Regions from separate parts of the Macaca mulatta genome. Here region 2 is linked to region 1. The links are chromatin contacts, called in public Hi-C maps. All regions are on one chromosome and are shown on one strand. The core of a region is the stretch at or near the end of the contact, and the rest is flanking DNA. Distances in the headings are between cores, read along the strand shown. Region 1 holds the start of CUL9 (cullin 9). Region 2 holds the start of MRPL2 (mitochondrial ribosomal protein L2).

The links. A called contact is a pair of places that touch in the nucleus more often than the background predicts.
Region 2: a contact with region 1 is called in a Hi-C map of liver, with 2.4 times the contacts expected there. The contact joins the promoter of MRPL2 here to the promoter of CUL9 in region 1. A contact is called at or near these places in 2 of 14 Hi-C or Micro-C datasets (CD4 T cells and liver).

Annotation. Positions count from the first base shown.
Region 1 is chr4:138,945,045-138,950,917 of T2T-MMU8v2.0, reverse strand. It overlaps CUL9 (cullin 9), which reads left to right and starts at 2,094. Exons shown (of 41, transcript XR_013416372.1): 1 at 2,094-2,289; 2 at 4,273-4,876; 3 at 5,427-5,581. It overlaps SRF (serum response factor), which reads left to right. Exons shown (of 7, transcript XM_015136413.3): 7 at 1-1,572. It also overlaps a transcript of MEA1 not described here.
Region 2 is chr4:139,065,953-139,071,825 of T2T-MMU8v2.0, reverse strand. It overlaps MRPL2 (mitochondrial ribosomal protein L2), which reads right to left and starts at 2,219. Exons shown (of 7, transcript XM_077999921.1): 1 at 2,046-2,219. It overlaps KLC4 (kinesin light chain 4), which reads left to right and starts at 1,423. Exons shown (of 16, transcript XR_013416388.1): 1 at 1,423-1,477; 2 at 3,085-3,367; 3 at 4,648-4,878. It also overlaps a transcript of MEA1 not described here.

The sequences.
Region 1 (5,873 bases), core at 845-3,344:
AACAAATCTATAAATATATATTTTTAAAATATTTAACTTTTTTTTATGGCGTTTTTCTCGTCCCCCTCCCTGCCCAAACTCCCCTTCCCTGGAGAGCCCAAGGGCTCCCCAGAACTGGCTGGGCCCCTGGGGACAGAGCCACCCCACGAGCTTGGGGTCCGCCAGTGTGTGGGGGAGATTCTGGGTTTGCCCAGTCCTGGGTTGTTTCCAGGAGAAAGCCGGGGGAGGGGCCCTCAGGCCATGCCCCAATAGGGTGGGGAGGGTGACCCACAGCTCTGGGCCTCTTTTTGCCCTTTAGGGCTGTTGCTAGGGAGAGGGAAGAGGGAGACCAAATGTCGGGGTGGGGGTGGGAGGGTGTCAGGCGGAGGCAACTGACTTCATTTGTGCCACACGCATGGGCATTGCAGCCTTGTGCTGTCCCAGGCCTGCAGCTGCCTGGGGCCCAAGCTGCAGTGAGCAGGGTGGGGTCTGGGAGGGGGTGAGAGGCAGGAATGGGGGTCAGAAGAAGTGGGAGCAGCTCTTGGGCTGAATGCAGCCAAAGGGGAGCCAGAAATGGGCAGCTCTCCCAGGGAGTGAGCAGCTACTGTAACTTTTTTAAATTAAGACAAAAAGCCTTGAAGAAAATGAATTTATTTTTCTAAGTGTAACCTCAGTATTTATGTAATTTGTACAGGGGCCATGCCCCACCCCCCTCCTCCCCCTTTGGGGTAGACCTTGAGGGTGGGCCAGCATAGGGGGGAGGGTCTTTTACCCTGTGTCAGAGCCTACCTTCACCACCTATATCCAGAAAGGGAGCTTTTTCAGAAACGGGGCAGCAGTGGGGTGAAATTTTCTTAACCCCAAGACTGCCTTCAGTAGGAACAAGCTGGCTTCTGTGATTAGGTGAAGGGGTGGGGGAAGATTTTACGCACAGCCTAGTTATCAAGGGGATGATTTGCCGACATGTTTGAGAACCCCCTAACCTCTAACCCTCATTGCTGTCTTGCCCCAGTTTGGGGTGCCAAGATGGAAGTCACCTTTCTGGGCTTTCTCCTGGAGATAGCTGGGGCTTATGGGTGGCTTTCAAGGCTGGGGCATGGCAAATCAGGGGCCAGAGAGCAGGGGAGCTTGGGACTCAGGTCTGTAACTGCCCAGCCCCTTTTCTCTGCTCTTGTTTCACTCCACCACCACTCACTCACTCCCTACTCCCCCACCCATGGGAGGAGACCTTTGATGAATTCTTCCTCTCCTTCCCACAAAAGACAGACCCCGTGAGTGAATCAGGCAAAGTGCTTATAATGTGTGTTGTGTGAGCGTGGCCTTGGGAGGACATACGTGTGTCAGGGATGAGTTGAGGTGGCATTTTTATGTGCAGCGACCCTTGGTGTTTCCCTTCCTCGGTGGCTCTGGGGTATGTGTGTGTGTGTGTGCCTGAGTGTGTGTGCGTGAATGTGAGTGTGTATGTCAGTGGTTTCTACTTCCCCTGGGATGCTGACCCAGGAATAGTGGACATGGTCACAGTCCTATGTACAGAGCTTTCTTTTGTATTAAAAAAAATACTCTTTCAATAAATGTATCATTTTTGTGCACAGACTGTGGGGTCTTTGGCTCTGTTTTTCTACTTAGGGAGGGACGGGGGTATGAACGCGAGGCAAACTCCTAAAATTGCTGCTCTGAGTAGCGATCTGGGCTGCTTGATGAGAACGGTAATGCTAAGGTGTGCTTTGGGCAGTTTAATTCTATACGATTTAATTTAAGGAATGTTTTGCGGGGTGCCGCGTACCTTCTCCCTGTGCGTGGTTTTGCTAGGTGTTAAGGCCAACGCAGAGGAGCAATTATAATTAACAGGAAAAGTGACACAACTAATCCAAAGCATTGCTGAAGGGTTTGGGAAACTCATGGGCACGTGACCTACTGAAAAGTCAAAAAGGACAGCCTTAAGGTGGGAGTGTGCGTTACTATATTTCGTCAGCATGATCGCTGTGATGGGAAAGGGAGGATTAGGAGAGCCGACCCAGTGAAGAGGAGGGGGCTTCTTCCTGCTGCTAAGAGAGGAGCAACGTGACCTCGATCCCGGGCTCCGCCGGGAGCGCGCCCCCACGACCCTCTCCCCATGCAGCAGCCGCGGTAGCACGCATGCTCCACTCGCGCGCTGTTCCGCCACGCTCGGCGTGGGCCGCGGTGGGACCCGTAGGTGCCTGGCCGTGCGTGCAGTCGCCGTGTGACCCGGAAGGGAGCTCTGAAGAGGCGGGGCCAGGACGGCGGGACCGGCCGCTGGGTCCCAGCGAGGGCTGAGCCGGGCGGTGGGAGGTGAGAGGAGAGTTCTGCGCCGACCCGGTCCCTCCCCTTCTCCTGTCTCCTCCCCGGTTCTTTAGCCACTGTCCATGGGGCTGACGAAGGGAACGAGGTCTTGCTCTCTGAGATTCACTGGATCTTTTCAGCTTCTTTGGGCCGCGCCCCCAAACATCCTCCCCCCTCCCCCCAACCTGTTCCCTCTGCAGTGCTGGCCTCCTCCACGGCTCTGCAAGCTTGGGCTTGACCTTGCTATCTGCTGGTCTCATCCCTGCGTCCAGACCTCACCCCCACACCTCAGTTCACTGTTGCTCTCCTAGGCCCACATTACATCCCCCCACCTCCTCCTATCCGATTGTTTTACTTCCCCCTGCTGCTAATCAGTTGCCCGCTGGCACATCACTGGTTACCATCCAGGCCTGCCCCCCATCCTAAGTGGACCCCTACTTCCATTGAGGTCCACATCCTTCTTTCTCCCTCCTCTTCACTTCTACTCTAATCTTCTGTCCCTGTACCCCAACATGACCCCTGCCCTGACCACCCATATCTTTATCTGGGTTTACCTTCTTCCATTCTTATTCTCACTATTCCCTGTTGCTCCTGCACTGCTTCATATCACTCATATCTTTCCTGATCATTCCACTCCCATTTATAATCGGTCTTAATAACTTTGCATTTATTTGATGACTCCCCTACCTTCTCCATCTAAGAATAATAATAGATTATGTTTACTGAACACTCATGTGCTCGATGCTGTTCCAAGTGCTTTACATACATGATCTTTTTTAAATTCATGAAGTAACTATGAATATTACTACCATCTTGCAGAAGAGGAAACAAGCTCAGAGGTTAAGTAACTTGTTCCAAACTATGCAGACAGTGAGACAAAGAGCCAGAATTCAGAGTCACATTTATCTGACACTAAAATCTCTGAATATTGCTTCTCTCCTGACCTCATTTCCTACCTTTAACCCAGTGATTGCCACCTCTGTCTTGTCTACCTGACTTACTTAGATCCTTACCATACATACAGCATAAGTGCAGGGTGGGACCTGGTCATCTTTCCCATAATTTTATCTGGTCCCTAGGGCCCTCCCCCTTTCACAAGACTCGAAAACACTTTTCCTATCCAGTCATTTGCCCCAACATCCCAGCCTTTTGTCATCTCCGTTCTCTGTATCTGCCATGGCCCACCCTTTACATCCATCTTGCAGCTTTACTCTGTCATTTATGCTCCTTGTCGTGCCCCTCTGCTGTCCTACTTTTCCTCACATGTTCTGACCCCACTGCCTCTCATGCTGCTGTGCTTCCTGTCCACCCATGTCATCTTTCTAAGTCCTAATCTGTAACCCTCAGCCACCCTGCTATCCTGCCTAAACTATCTTGCTTAACTGTCACTGTTTATTGTTACCTTGCCTATTATTCTTTTCATTATCTTTTTGTAAACTCCCCTTCCTCCCTTCCTCCCTTCCTCCCTTCCTTTCTTTTTTGACAGAATCTCGCTCTGTTACCCAGGCTGGAATGCAGTGGTGCGGTCTTGGCTCACTGCAACCTCCGCCTCCTGGGTTCAAGTGATTCTCCTGCCTCAGCCTCCTGAGTAGCATATGCCACCACACCCGGCTAATTTTTGTATTTTTAGTAGAGATGGGGTTTCACTGTGTTGACCAGGCTGGTCTTGAACTCCTGACCTCATGATCTGCCCACCTTGGCCTCCCAAAGTGCTGGGATTATAGGTGTGAGCCACCGGGCCCAGCCAACTCTTCCATTTCTTAAATCTCTTTATCCCCTCACTGTCTTCACTCCATTCTCCTTCTGTTATAAATCCCAAAGTATGTTCAGCTATTTATTCCATCCTATTTTTTGCCTTTTCTGTTTGGCCTCCTAAATTCTACCATGCAGCCTACCGATCACCACCCACCTTCTCTGTGTCTCAAGATTCCACCCCCTCTGTATTTTTTTTATTTTCTCATACTGCCTTATCTTTCTCCTTATATATCCCAGGAGGTCAGGATGGTCGGGGAACGGCATGCTGGGGACCTCATGGTGCCTTTAGGGCCTCGGCTGCAGGCATATCCTGAAGAACTCATTCGACAGAGGCCTGGGCATGATGGGCATCCTGAATACCTGATCCGATGGAGTGTCCTGAAGTGTGGGGAAGTGGGCAAAGTGGGTGTGGAAGAAGGCAAAGCAGAGCACATCCTCATGTGGCTGTCAGCTCCTGAGGTCTACGCCAACTGCCCTGGGCTGTTAGGTGAGCGGGCACTATCTAAGGGACCTCAGCATGAACCAGCTGGGGTTTCAGGAAGCTTTCCTCGAGATCCAGGAGGCCCGGATGAAGTGGCAATGGGAGAGATGGAGGCTGATGTGCAGGCGCTGGTACGCAGGGCAGCCAGGCAGCTGGCAGAAAGTGGGACCCCAAGCCTCACGGCTGCTGTGCTCCACACCATCCACGTGCTCAGTGCCTACGCCAGCATCGGGCCCCTCACTGGTGTCTTCAGGGAGACAGGAGCCCTGGACCTGCTTATGCACATGTTGTGCAATCCTGAGCCTCAGATCCGCCGGAGTGCAGGCAAAATGCTGCAGGCTCTGGCAGCCCACGATGCTGGTAAGAGACAGCCAGGGAAGAAGGAAAACAATGGAGAAAATGGGGCCACAGGGAGTAAGAACAGAAAGAGGAGAGATTTCCTAGCTCTGTAAGAACACCTAGTATTTGGTGAATATCAATTTGATGCAAAGGAAAACTACAGATTCGTAGGCTATTTCAGGTATATAAAGAGGCTAAAATGATAGCCTCTGGCTTATCTGTTCATTCTCAGTGCATTGACCAGAGAAGAGAATAGGATTTATCTGTATTTTCGAAACTGGATTGAGATTTATTAGTTGGTTTTGAAATCAATTTGGTGGGTTACAACCAACATTTTTTAAAAAACTTAAGTCATTAGTGTGTAGCACTTAGTAGGGGTAAATTTTGTACCATAAAATATATTTCAGTTATATGTATGTATGTTTGTAACAGGTTACCATGTAAAACATTTCTTGCTGTGAGTCTTAGTAACAAAGTTTGAAAGCCTCTGGGATAGGAGATAGAATCTAGGAAAAGCAGGGAGAAAGCACTGGGGATTGAGGAGAAGTTATGGATTGGGTATGGATTACAGGGAGTCGGGCTCACGTCCTTCTGTCACTGAGCCAGCAAGATGGCATCGAGCAGCACATGGATTTTGACAGTCGCTATACATTGCTGGAGCTGTTTGCAGAAACCACATCCTCTGAAGAACACTGCATGGCCTTTGAGGGCATTCATCTGCCTCAGGTACACTACCAGCTGTAGGGAAATGCTGTGTACAAGGGCTGAGGCATTATTTCTGAAAACATGGTTCAGGACTGAATGTTAGCACCAGAGCCACCTGGGAACTTGTTAACATGAAGGTTCATGTCCTCCCTCTCAGCCCCTCTCCATTCAGAATTTCTGAGATGAGAACCCAGAAATCTGTGTCTTAAGACACTCCCTGTGCCTTTCTTACACAAATCAAAGTTGGAGAACTACAGGCCTGGGGAGAAGGCCTTTATTTTTCTGTAAAGGAGGATACTGGGGGGAAAGGGAG
Region 2 (5,873 bases), core at 970-3,469, 120 kb before region 1:
GGATAAAAAGACATCTCTTTCATTTGAAAGCTAGTTGAAGGCAAAGCATCAGAGAACCAAGTCGGAGGGCACTGATCAATTTTAGCTTGCAGCCCACTTCCTCCTGGATGTATCCCAAACCAGCTATCCAAAAATTCCACCCTTCACAGCTTGCCCAATAATGTTCTCCCCATGATCATCTCCTTCCAAATTTGGCCCAGAACTCTCCATCTCCAGGAATCTGTTTTTACCTAAACAATTCCCTTCTCCATAGCTGGTAACTTCCATACATCCATGTATCACCATCAGTGCCAATTCCTTTTGCCCTCTGCATTATGTTGCTGGGAATTATTCACATACGAATGGAGGGGAGGGGTCATTTCACTCTTGTTCCTTGCTGTATTCCCAGCATTTCAGAGTAGGTTGATTTGGATTTGAATTTTAAACATGCATCTGTCAAACTCTACCATAAGCAGCTTGAGAGCTCCAGAGGAGCAAGACTTACTTCTCTTTTGCGTGACTCACCAGTCACCCACCCACTAGGACCTCAGGATACCTTCCCCTGAGGCCACTGTTCTTTGTATCTTGCCCTGCATTCTCTAATATCAGCAGTAACTCATCCTTGTAGGTATCGTATCATAATGGTTAAGAGCACTGGCTCTGAAAGACAGACTGCTTAGCTCTGATAGTTGTGTGTGTGACCTTGGACTCCTTATCATTTTCCTCATCTACAAAATGGGAATAGTAACTGCCTTATAGAGTATTTGAAAGGAGTTCATTTATTTGAAACGTCTATTACCTATACCTGGCTTATCATAGGCACTCGATAAACGATAGTTATTACCGAAACCTGTATAACCGGTGATCTGTAAAGCACTTTCACCTTAAGTATCTCGTCTGAAGAATTTCGCCCTATGAGATAGCAACACTTGTGGAGGAAAAAGCTGAGGCTGAGTGTGCCTTATCCATGGTCATGGACCTGCGTGACTCCTGACCAGACTTGCAACCCCCGCCTCGCATCCCCGCAGACCCCATCTCCGGTAGCCCGAATGGAAGCAGCCTTCTTCCCGGGTAAGATGGATTACCTGGGCGGCGGGGAACAGACTCGGGGCAGGGGTGGCGACGGTCGGGGGCGCCAGGCTCAGAGAGCGCAGAGCGCGGGTCAGTGCCCACAGGGCCATCCGGCTATCCAGGGCTCAGCACGCCACCCTTACTTTTAGCCAAGCTGCTCGGCGCTCCTAGATGACGTTGACTGTCCGGCGCCGTCGCTCCGCAAAACGTAAACGGAGGCGGGCAGAAAACTGGAGCCCAAGCAGGATACACACCTCCTTTCCTACCTGAACGCGGTGAGAGCCAATCCGCGGGCAGCTCTAATGTCCCGTGACTAGGAAACAGGCCCCGCCCCCAGACCCGTCAAAACAATTGCCTCGAGCGGCAGCCATCATGGATTTAAAGGGGCAGTACCGGCAAGAGCGGCAGCCAGACCGGCAGATTGCAGGTGAGTCTTTGAGGGTACCTCTGAGGCTGAAGGTTAAGGTCTCTGCCATCTCTTATTCTCGCACTCCCAGAAAGATAAACAAACCCCCTCCAACCAATCTTACAAAACTCCAGGCTCAAAAACTCCGCCCTTCGCGATTCTTCCCCGCCCCTCGGCGTCCAGACAGACAGATAGCCGGCCTGCCCCGCCCCCTGCGCCACCAACTGATTCAGTGACCTCGGGGTCGTTAGGCCTCCAGGTCCTCGCTGGAGCCCCGGACCTCGGTCGTCCATCCACACCTCCCCCCTACCGCCCCCGCCCATCTCATTCTCCCAACCCTGGGCCCCAGGGCAGGTCGACAGCCCGAGGCACTCCTCTACTGCGTTTCCAGGCCGGGGAGACCCTCCTTGTGACCCGGCAGCCGTTCAGCAGACCTCCCATTCTTCCCTGCATCATCGGGCATTAGGGGGGCACCCTACGGTGATACCTCTCAGAGCCTGTTTGTAGGTGACCGTGACAGAGACAAAGCCATTGAAGTGACTGGGTGTGGAGTGACCAGGTGTTCCTCCCTCCCCTTTCCCAGACATGCCTCTTGCTGTAGGTCTCTGATTAAGTGTCTCTCTCATATTCCTGGGAGACAGTAGCTCCCCAGGCCGGCGATGAGGGAGGCTGGCTTGGGGAAGAAGAAGGGAATTGGGCGTCTTTAAAGACCTGTAGGCAGAGGGAGTGAGGGAGGGAGGCTGTTTGTCCTGGGTGGGGCTCTGTGCCAGGTCCTCTGGGTAGCTGTGAAGTGGTGAGAGAAGGGGTGGGAACGCTGGACTTCTGGACTTTGGGCAGGGCAGATCCTTCTGATTCTCTGGCTGCTGAACATTTCTTCCGGGCTCCGGCCTGAGTGCCACAGCCAGGGCCTCTGCTCTGTACACAGGTAAGAAGACTTCAAAGATGAGAAACAAGACCCTTCTGAGGAAGCGGGAACACAGTCTGGGTCCTGGGGGGTGGGAAGTATGGGTTGAAGGTAAGTAGGAAAAGATGTAGGACTGACCAGGTTTGGAGATGCTGGGCTTAGTTCTGCAGGTGATGCAGCCTGAAGACCTTGAGCTTTCTGGGACCCTCTAATGTGGATCCTGCAAGGAAGGCTCCTGTTTTCTTCTTTTCCCTTTCTTCCCTGATTTAACTTTGCAGAGATTCCTTCTCTTTTTTCTAGATCCTTGCATTATTTTCTGCATAATCCCACTTTAGCCGTGTGCCCTTTGAAGCTCTCCCTCAGATCCTCTGTGATCTCCATAGTGCTGTCTCTCATCCCTGGATAACTTTTCCTAACTCAGGCTCTAACTGCTTTTCTGTTCTCTTCCTAAGTCCTGAATCCTTCTGCTAGTTCTAAGCACCTTTGCTCCTACTATAGTCTTTCTTTATTTAAGTCAATTCATCTCCCTCTCACTTTGCCCACAACCTTAACTTTGAGTTTAGTGATCTGGGCTCCCTGCCTGCTGGTCACTCTCTCTCTCCAACTAAGCCACAGGGTCACTCTTACTTTTGTCCCTTCACTTGGATTCCCACCACCCTCTGAGAAAGTTCTCAGCTTCTCTGTCTCATCTTTACGCCAGCCGAACTCTGTTTTTTCTCCCTAGACCGGGCAAGGTCCCCCAGGCCAGGATGTCAGGCCTGGTGTTGGGGCAGCGGGATGAGCCTGCAGGCCACCGGCTCAGCCAAGAGGAGATCCTGGGGAGCACACGGCTGGTCAGCCAAGGGCTAGAGGCCCTGCACAGTGAACACCAGGCCGTGCTGCAAAGCCTGTCCCAGACCATTGAGTGTCTGCAGCAGGGAGGCCATGAGGAAGGGCTGGTGCATGAGAAGGCCCGGCAGCTTCGCCGTTCTATGGAAAACATTGAGCTCGGGCTGAGTGAGGCCCAGGTGAGAGGGCAAAGGTGGTGCCAAGTGGTCCAGGGTGGATGGAGGAACAGGTACCTGATTGAAGGTTTGGGGTTGCTTGGGATCACCTCACTCTAGACGTTTGCATCCATTCATTAAATATGTATTAAGTCACTACTATGTGCCAGAATGCTTTTGGTCACTGAAGAAATACATCATTGAACAAAATTGTAAAAATCTTTGCCATCTTGGAACTTACCTTCTAGCTGGGGAAGACAGACAATACCTAAATAAATAATGATTTGGTATGCCAGAATGATAATTGCTAAGGATAAAAGGACCAAAATAAAGCAGGGAAGGAAACTAGGGACTGTGGAGAGAGGGTATAATTTTAGATAGGGTGGTCAAAAAAGGTCACCCTTTTTTGAAAAGGTGACATTTTGGCAAAGATGTGAAGGTGAGGGGAATGAGTCATGCCTATTAAACAGGGGAAGGGCGTCCTAATCAGAGAGAGCAGCAAGTGCAGAGACTCTGAACGGAAGTCTGCCTGGTGAGGTCAGTGAACAGCAAGGGGCCAGTATGGCTGCAGTAGAGTGAATGAGGGGAGGGAGATGGATCAAGTGGAACTTGTAGGCCATCCCGAGGACTTTTATTTTACTTTTTTTTTTGAGATGGAGTCTTGCACTGTTGCCCAGGCTGGAATGTAGTGGCACCATCCTGGCTCACTGCAACCTCTGTCTGCCAGGTTCAAGCGATTCTCCTGCCTCAGCCTCCTGAGTAGCTGGGACTACAGGCGCGCACCACCACACCCGGCTAATTTTTGTATTTTTAGTAGAGATGGTGTTTCACCATGTTGGCCAGGCTGGTTTTGAACTCCTGACCTCATGATCTACCCGCCTTGGCCTCCCAAAATGCTGGGATTACAGGCGTGAGCCACTGTGCCTGACCCTGATTTTACTTTGAGTGAGATGGAAACTATTGGAATGTTTTTAGAAGAGGAGTGATGTGGTCTAACTTGGCATCATCTGGTTGCTGGGTTACGAATAGACAGTAGGAGAACAAGGGCAGCAACAAGGAGGCCAGTGAGGAAGTTATTGTAGTAATTTGGGTAGGAATTGATAGTGGCTTGGCCCAGGGTGACGGCAGTGGAGGTGGTGGGAAATTGGATTCAGGATGTTTTGAAGGTAGTGCCACTGCTACACCCCCACCTTCTGGCTCCTTTGTGCACCTGCCAGTCTTGCTACGTCCCAGTAGGCTCCCCTTCCACCTGTTCCTGAATACTCCCACCCAGAATCTGGAGCTCAGGGGATATGCCCATCTAGGTGATGCTGGCTCTAGCCAGCCACCTGAGCACAGTGGAGTCGGAGAAACAGAAGCTGCGGGCTCAGGTGCGGCGGCTATGCCAGGAGAACCAGTGGCTGCGGGACGAGCTGGCTGGCACCCAGCAGCGGCTACAGCGCAGTGAACAGGCTGTGGCTCAGCTGGAGGAGGAAAAGAAGCACCTGGAGTTCCTGGGGCAGCTGCGACAGTATGATGAGGATGGACACACCACGGTGAGTGTTCACAGGCGAGACTGGCTAAGGGGTGGGCAGCCAGGAGTTACCACAGACATGGGGGAAATTGCCCCATCATCCTCAGGGTCCATTAGCTCTACCCAAACTGCTCTTACCTGAAAGAATTCCTTTTTCAGCCCTGACACCAGCTCCTGGTGACAGCAAGGGGAAAAACTATATTCAGCTAATTCAGTCAACATGTAATGAGATGCCTCCTATGTACCAGGCGTTGTGCACTGCACTGGTGAGTGGGGCACACACAGTTCCTGCTCTCACAATTACAAGCTTGACAAATAGACAGACAAACACCTGGACAATTCCAATCCAGAATCCTGCGTGCTACAATTAGGGAAAGCATAGCCCAGTTGAGCATGACCCTCCTAAAATTTGCTTTCAAAATGTGTGAATTTTTTTTTTTTTTTGAGACGGAGTTTCATACTTGTTGCCTAGGCTGGAGTGCAATGGTGCAATCTTGGGTCATGGCAGCCGCTGCCTCTCAGGTGCAAGCAATTCTCCTGCTTCAGCCTCCCAAGCAGCTGGAATTGCAGGCGCCTGCCACCACACCTGGCTAATTTTTGTAGTTTTACTAGAGATGGGGTTTCACCATGTTGGCCAGGCTGGTTTTGAACTCCTGACCTCTGGTTATCTGCCCGCCTGGGCCTCCCAAAGTGCTGGGATTACAGGTGTGAACTACCATGCCTGACCCAAAATGTGTGATATTTAACCCTCATTCAACAGAGTGCAGTGATGCCATCTCAGCTCACTGCAACCTCCGCCTCTGGCGTTCAAGCAATTCTCGTGCCTTAGCCAGCCAAGCAGCTAGGATTACAGGCATCTGCCACCACACCCAGCTAATTTTTGTATTTTTAGTAGAGACGGAGAGTTTTGCCATGTTGGCCAGGCTGGTCTCATTCTCCTAGCCTCAAGTGATCTGCCTGCCTCAGCCTCCCAAAATGCTGGGATTACAGGTGTGAGTCACCGTGCCTAGCTGAGAG